2 separate regions of the Zea mays genome follow, and region 2 is linked to region 1. A link is a contact called in public Hi-C data. All regions are on one chromosome and are shown on one strand. Each heading gives the region's core, a stretch centred on a gene start, on an enhancer-like site or on the middle of the called end of the contact. The rest is flanking DNA. Distances are from core to core; before and after follow the strand shown.

The links. Hi-C and Micro-C count contacts between places; a contact is called where the count stands out from the background.
Region 2: a contact with region 1 is called in a Hi-C map of ear, with 2.8 times the contacts expected there. The contact joins the promoter of LOC100191997 here to the promoter of LOC103645263 in region 1. A contact is called at or near these places in 2 of 25 Hi-C or Micro-C datasets (ear and leaf).

What each region holds. Positions count from the first base shown.
Region 1 is chr1:214,650,822-214,654,055 of Zm-B73-REFERENCE-NAM-5.0, reverse strand. It overlaps LOC103645263 (formin-like protein 3), which reads left to right and starts at 1,668. Exons shown (of 21, transcript XR_004855476.1): 1 at 1,668-2,133; 2 at 3,050-3,218.
Region 2 is chr1:214,913,962-214,917,195 of Zm-B73-REFERENCE-NAM-5.0, reverse strand. LOC100191997 reads right to left here and starts at 1,590. Exons shown (of 4, transcript NM_001365506.1): 1 at 425-1,590; 2 at 1-309. The coding sequence starts at 1,444.

The DNA of each region.
Region 1 (3,234 bases), core at 419-2,918:
CACTTCTACGTATTTACCTAAAAGTAAATGATATGTTGGAGAAGAAGATGATGCCGACTTCAATTAGAGCACAAATTGTAAAGCATATCAGCCTTACAACAGGGTAAAGGCTTCCACATTCGTTATTCCATTGTACAAGACACAAAGAGGCCGCCATGATTGTCTTCCACATATTAGCCTTACAACAGGGTAAAGGCTTCCACATTCGTTATTCCATACTGTACCAGGCGCAAAGAGGCAGCCATGATTGTCTTCCATAATTGTCTTTCACATATTAGCCTTACGATAGGGTAAAGGCTTCCACATTCGTTATTCCATATTGTACCAGATGCAAAGAGGCACCCATGATTGTCTTTCACAATTGTCTTCCACTATGGTGTCGTTTGGTTCACGAAATATAACGTAAATAGTAATGGTAATGATTCACACTCGAATACTGGTTGTAACAAATTTAAATTAGCCGGTACCTATTTCTAGAGTGACATCAATTACGATTGGACTTAAACAAATATAACTTAACGTTATCGATTATCCATTACGTTACCAATATATGAACCAAACATTACCTATAAGTATTTTTAATTATTCATTATTAAGGTAGTAAGAGGCAACCATGATTGTCTTCCATACTGTACCAGACTCAAAGACCGTTTAGGGACCGAGACAAATAATATATAATTTCGGGTGACTCGGAGAAATCGAGTACCGAAACATGTTAGTTGATTTACCCAATATAATTTCGGGTTTTCAGACCCAGGATCCTAACCAGTGTTTAGGTAATTCGGGTTCGGATAGATCGGATACGGGTTTGGATAGTTCGAGTAATGGGTATCGAGTTTTTTTGCCCACCTCTAGTTGTGGGTCTTTAAAACCGGTAGTCATACCATATGTTTATATGGAGTCAATGTCTTGAGTTATAAGTTATCAAGGCTGTTATACCATATATAGACCGTGATAAGCTACCAAGCCCAATACGAAAGGAAGCCATATACATATAGTAACACCCCGTTAGTTCACAGATAGCTCTATAAAAATAAGGATTGATTTTTTTAACTTACATCTTTTTTGGTTTTTTAACTAAAATAAACTGTAATATTTATTTTTATCAATTTATTATATGGTCTATAGACAATATGCTCACTTTTATATTAAATTTATTTATTATTAGTATTTTTAGAAGGGTCTATACAACTGATTTATTTTGTTTCACCATTGATTGCATTGCGGTTATGGCCTCACTATTTCTAATCAATATGAAATACAATTGCGTACGGATATTATACTAGTAGACTATGGCCCTGTTTGTTTCGGCTTCTGGCAGCTTCTGGCCACCAAAAGCTGTTGCGGACTGCCAAACGCTCAGCTTTTTAGCCAGCTTCTATAAAATTTGTTGGGGCAAAAACCATCAAAAATCAACATAGACAAATAATCGGTTGAGTCGTTCTAATAGTAGGAATCCATCACTTTCTAGATCCTGAGCCCTATGAACAACTTTATCTTCCTCCACACGTAATCGTAATTATACTCAGATTTTCCCCACAGTCAGATTCTCCCCACAGCCAGATTTTCAGAAAAGCTGGTCAGAAAAAAGCTGAACCAAACAGGCCCTATGGATTTAGAGTTTGCTGACCGATCGAAACGCCAAACCCACATCACATATCACTCATTCAAGTTGCAGCGCCGCACAACGAGTACGGCGACGAGAGAGAAGCCGCACCCGAAAAACCGAGGAAGAAAACACTCCCCTCTCCCTCCCAGCTCAAAATTTTCCCCTCCACCCCCACTCCAAACCTAGGCTTCCCGGCGCCGCGCTCCACCCCGCCCCTCCGCTGTCGGTCCCCTAGCTCCTCGCTGCTCGTAGTCTGCTGCTGGGCTTCGGGGAGCACCCACCTAGGCTTCCCGGTGCCGGCGCGCCCCGCCACGGCCGGGCCCCCTACCTCCCCGCCACTCGTAGGCTGCTGCCCGGCTTCGAGGAGCGCCAACCTAGGCTTCCCGGCCCCGCGCCCCCGCGGCCAGTCCTCTCCCTCCCCCATCACTCATAGTCTGCTGCCCGTCTTCGGCGGCGGCGTTCCTCGTGGGCAGTGGAGTGGAGATCCACACGGGCGTTGGTTGGTTTTCTGTCCATTTTTGTTGGTAAGAAATCCTAAGCTCACTTGGATAGGAATACTCTTGTCATAAGAATTGGGTTGTCTCTTATTCAAACCAAGTAGTGATTTCTATCCACCCCATTCTTAGTTGTGGATTTGTGTGCTGCGCAAGTGGTTGGGTTAGCTTATTTGGTTAAGTTCCTATTCAGCGTATGAGGTCGTCATTGGTTTACTCCATAGGACTTCTTGGTACATGGCAGTTAAATCGCAGGTGCGTTTATAGTTTATTTTCCAACACCAACACCTTTTGGGGTTCAGCTGAATCCCCATTCCCCAACCAAGTGCCCCTGCACTGGAACAAGGTAGTATACACAGTGACATAGAGAGTTCTCAACAGGAACACATCTGGAACTTCCATTAGTTTATTTTATCCTCTAAATAGCTTGTCTGCAGCAACTATATGTCCATAACAATTTGGTTGGGGTTGGTAAGGGGTGCATGAATGGGAGAGAAGGTACAATGTTAGGATAGCTTAACATACATTCGAAGTTTCCTGTTCTGTAGTTGGCTGATACCTAAATGTTTTATGCTGTTGTCATAATGAAAACAAACCCTATTGAGCTGGCATGGCTCCATCCTTGCTTAGCGCTGTGATGACATCCTAGTGGAAAAAGTGTTGGCCTTGTGACAAGCAAGGCCAGTTGCTATAGTTGTATCCACAATCCACTTATCTCCCAAGTATTCTTTCACTAATCTGACCTCTGCTAGCAATTATAATATTAAATTGATAAAGTGACTAACTAACCAGACATACTGCACTCCGATTTTCAGTAATTATAATCACATCCTTACATGTGACAGTTAAAATGACCAACCAGAATACTGCATTCCAATTTTCAGATATGATTGTCACACCCTTACACCTTATAGTTGGTTATTTTGAAATCAATCTATTTTTGCAGTGCTTTTGAGATAGCACCTAGAAATCCTGTGCAGTTTGCCCACCAACACAAAAAAAATCCTGAGCAGTTATATCGACATTTCTTCATTCACATGAAATGTCACTTCTTAGTAGATTCTTCTACAAGAGGCCTCCTGATGGACTACTGGAGTTTCTTGACAGGATCTATGGTATGCATGGAGAATT
Region 2 (3,234 bases), core at 341-2,840, 260 kb before region 1:
ATCGACGATGAAGATCTCGTCGCCGTCGTCGACGTACCCAATGTCTCCGGTGTGCAGCCACCCCTCCGAGTCGATGGTCTTCGCCGTTGCCTCCGGGTTGTTGAGGTACCCTTTCATCAACTGCTTGCCCCTGATGCAAATCTCCCCGGGCTGGTTGCGGTGGAGGGACAGCCCGGTCTCCGGGTCGATGATCTTTAGCTCGGCATTCCTCACCACCGTGCCGCAGGCACCGGACTTCACCGGCAACGGCTCCTTGGCAAACGCCATGCACATCGAGAGCACCGGGCCTGCCTCTGTCATCCCATAACCCTGTTCAAACGATTAGTCAAGTTTCAACGCGGCTTAATTAGTCGTCAACTCACGAGCCACGACTAGCGAGCTGGAGGGGAACTTTCGTGTTCTGCTAGGCAGAAGGCAGGCACACCTGTCCGAGCACGGCGCGAGGGAGCTTGGCGCGCAGCAGGTCCTGCAGCTCCTTGCCCATGGGCGCGGCCCCCGAGATGACCATGCGCACCGACGAGAGGTCGTGGCGGTCGATGGCGTCGCTCTTGACCATCTCCACCGCGATGGGCAGCACGAGCGGCACGATCGTGATGCCGTGCCTCTTCACCAGCTCGAACATGCGGAGAGTGTCGAAGCGCTTCATGATCACGAGGGCCGCGCCGGCGCGCATCCCGCACAGCAGGATGGAGTGCAGCGAGTACACGTGGAACATGGGCAGCACGCAGAGGACGACGTCGTCCTCCCGGAAGTAGAGGTTCGGGTTGTCGCCGTCGACGAGCTGCGCCACGCTGGTCACCAGCCCACGGTGCGACAGCATCACCCCCTTGGGCAGCCCCGTCGTGCCGGACGAGTACGGCAGCGCGACCACGTCGTTCGCCACGTCGATGGCCGTGGCCGCCGCCGCCGCCTCAGGCAGCGCCGCCGAGCCATCGTCGGCGGAGGAGGCGAGGTCGGAGAACGAGACACAGCCCTCTGCGCCGTCGCCGGTGGCGACGACGGCGACGCCGGCAAGACCCCGCACCTTGCCGACGAAAGCCGGCTCGGTGATGACGACGGTGGCGCCGGAGGCCGCCGCCTGCTTGGCGATCTCGGGCGGGGTGTGGAGCGGGTTGGCCGTGGTGGCGGCGGCGCCGAGGCGGGAGCACGCGAGGAACGCGAGTGCGAACTCCACGGAGTTTGGGAGAAGCAGCATCACCGTGCCCCCGCTGCGGACGCCGAGGCAGGCGCGCATCCCGGCCGCGACGCGGCGTGACAGGCGGTCCACGTCGCCGAACGTGAGCGTCTCGCCCGTGGCGCCGTCGATGAGGCACGCGCGGTCGCGGCGCTCCGCCAGGCGCTCCAGGACGTAGTCGTGGAGCGGGAGGTGGTCCGGGATGGCGATGTCCGGAAGCGTCGAGCGGAACACCGTCGTCTCGGCCTGCGGCTCCGTAGGCGACACCATCTTCTTCCGATCCGGCGGAGGTGTACGTGTGGCGCTGGAGGCTGGAGTTACGTGCAGGAGACAAGAGGCTTGCTGCTTCCGGGTTGGTGGAGCTGGACCTGGATCGGAGCTATGTGAAGGATGGATGTATATGGCAGGTTTCCAACTGCTGGGGAGTGGTGGAAGGTCCATAGCTGACCTGATAATGATATAGGCAGGCGCGCGCCGGTGTTTGGTGGGGAGCTGAAACTGGTGGCGTTTCTACTATGACTGGTCGACTGGATCAGGTCTTGCTAGAGAGTAGAGACCACATGCTTGCTCAGAACAGTAGTCCACACTCCACAGGCCCGACAGTATGAACAGTCATTGCCTCATTGGACGTTACGTAACAGTAATTCTGTCTGTCTGACCAAACACCTGGAAATAAATGAGGGCCCGTTCGGCAGCACTAGAACAATTCCAGACCAAGAACCATTCCATGCCAGGATTTAGTGCATCCGACTATTTCACTCTTTCCAGCCCAGAACTAAACCAACCAAAATACTTTTGCCTGGAACACTTTTTCACTTGTTCGGTAACCTAGGATGGGAGAAGACTGTTCATGCTACCGCTTCTGGGCATCATGCGTCGCGCGTCGTGGTCGGATGCGTTCCGGAGGGGATGAGGCAGGGATCGATGTCAGGCTATGGAGTGGGGGGGGGGGGGAATCAAGCTGGCCAGATTTCATTACAGCTCAGATCAAAACGAACACATGTAATGGATTACACCAAATTTGAAACCAGGCCAGTTCGTTCTGGCTAGAACCAGGCCTGGAACAGCTCAAACCGCTAGAAACGAACGGGCCCTGAATCAACATAGGCTATCCTCCGAATTCATTATATAGTCAGTCCTATTAGATGTCTTAATAGGACTTGATACATAATCAAACACGACTTAAGGTCTACTAATTAAGATGTGTTAGTTCTTATCTTATTTATTATATGTATCTATATGAAATTATATCTTTATCTCTAATCATGTGTGCCCATAGTTTTAATACATATTTTATTTGAACGTGGACTCGTTGTTATATCTTTGCGAACACAAGGTTGACATGTATAAGAAAAATGGATCAAGACCCATTTAATTAATGATTTTTATGTTTGATGATCAATATAAGGTGGACTTGTTGTTATATTAGATGTCTTAATGATTTTTATCTTTAATTCTCCTCTATGTTCTTGCACCTATCGGTGTCCCCAAGTGTCAACCTTCATAGCTAGTTACCTGACTTTTCTAGTTTCTTAGTCAAGTCCTAGTGCTCGTCCTTTACTGCTCTGATTTCATTGACGCAAATTCACATGACCTTTACCTTCATCTTCACCAAGACCACTACCTCTAGACTCCACACATGTGCACCACATGCCAAAAGACATGTTGCAACGACTCACACCTAGGTTAGTCTAACCTAAGACACTACTCCATTGACAATCACTCATCACTAACAAGGACACATACCAACCTTGTGTTTGCAATCTCCCCTTTGATGAGTGCATTGTCAATATTGCACACAAACACAAAGATCAAATAAAAATAAAAAGAACTCATTCAAAAGACCAAGAGCTCAAAAAAGCCAAAACGTGATAATTTAAATTGAGCAAAACTTGGTCCCCTAGTATATGAGCAACATGACTTGTGGGTAAACATGTGTGATTTTAGTAGAGAATGTTAAACTAATATACCAGTCATGCTCACGGTTAAGAGTAGCTCATAGTTTTAATACATATTATATGTATCTATATTAAATTCTATCTTTTTCTCTAATCATGTGT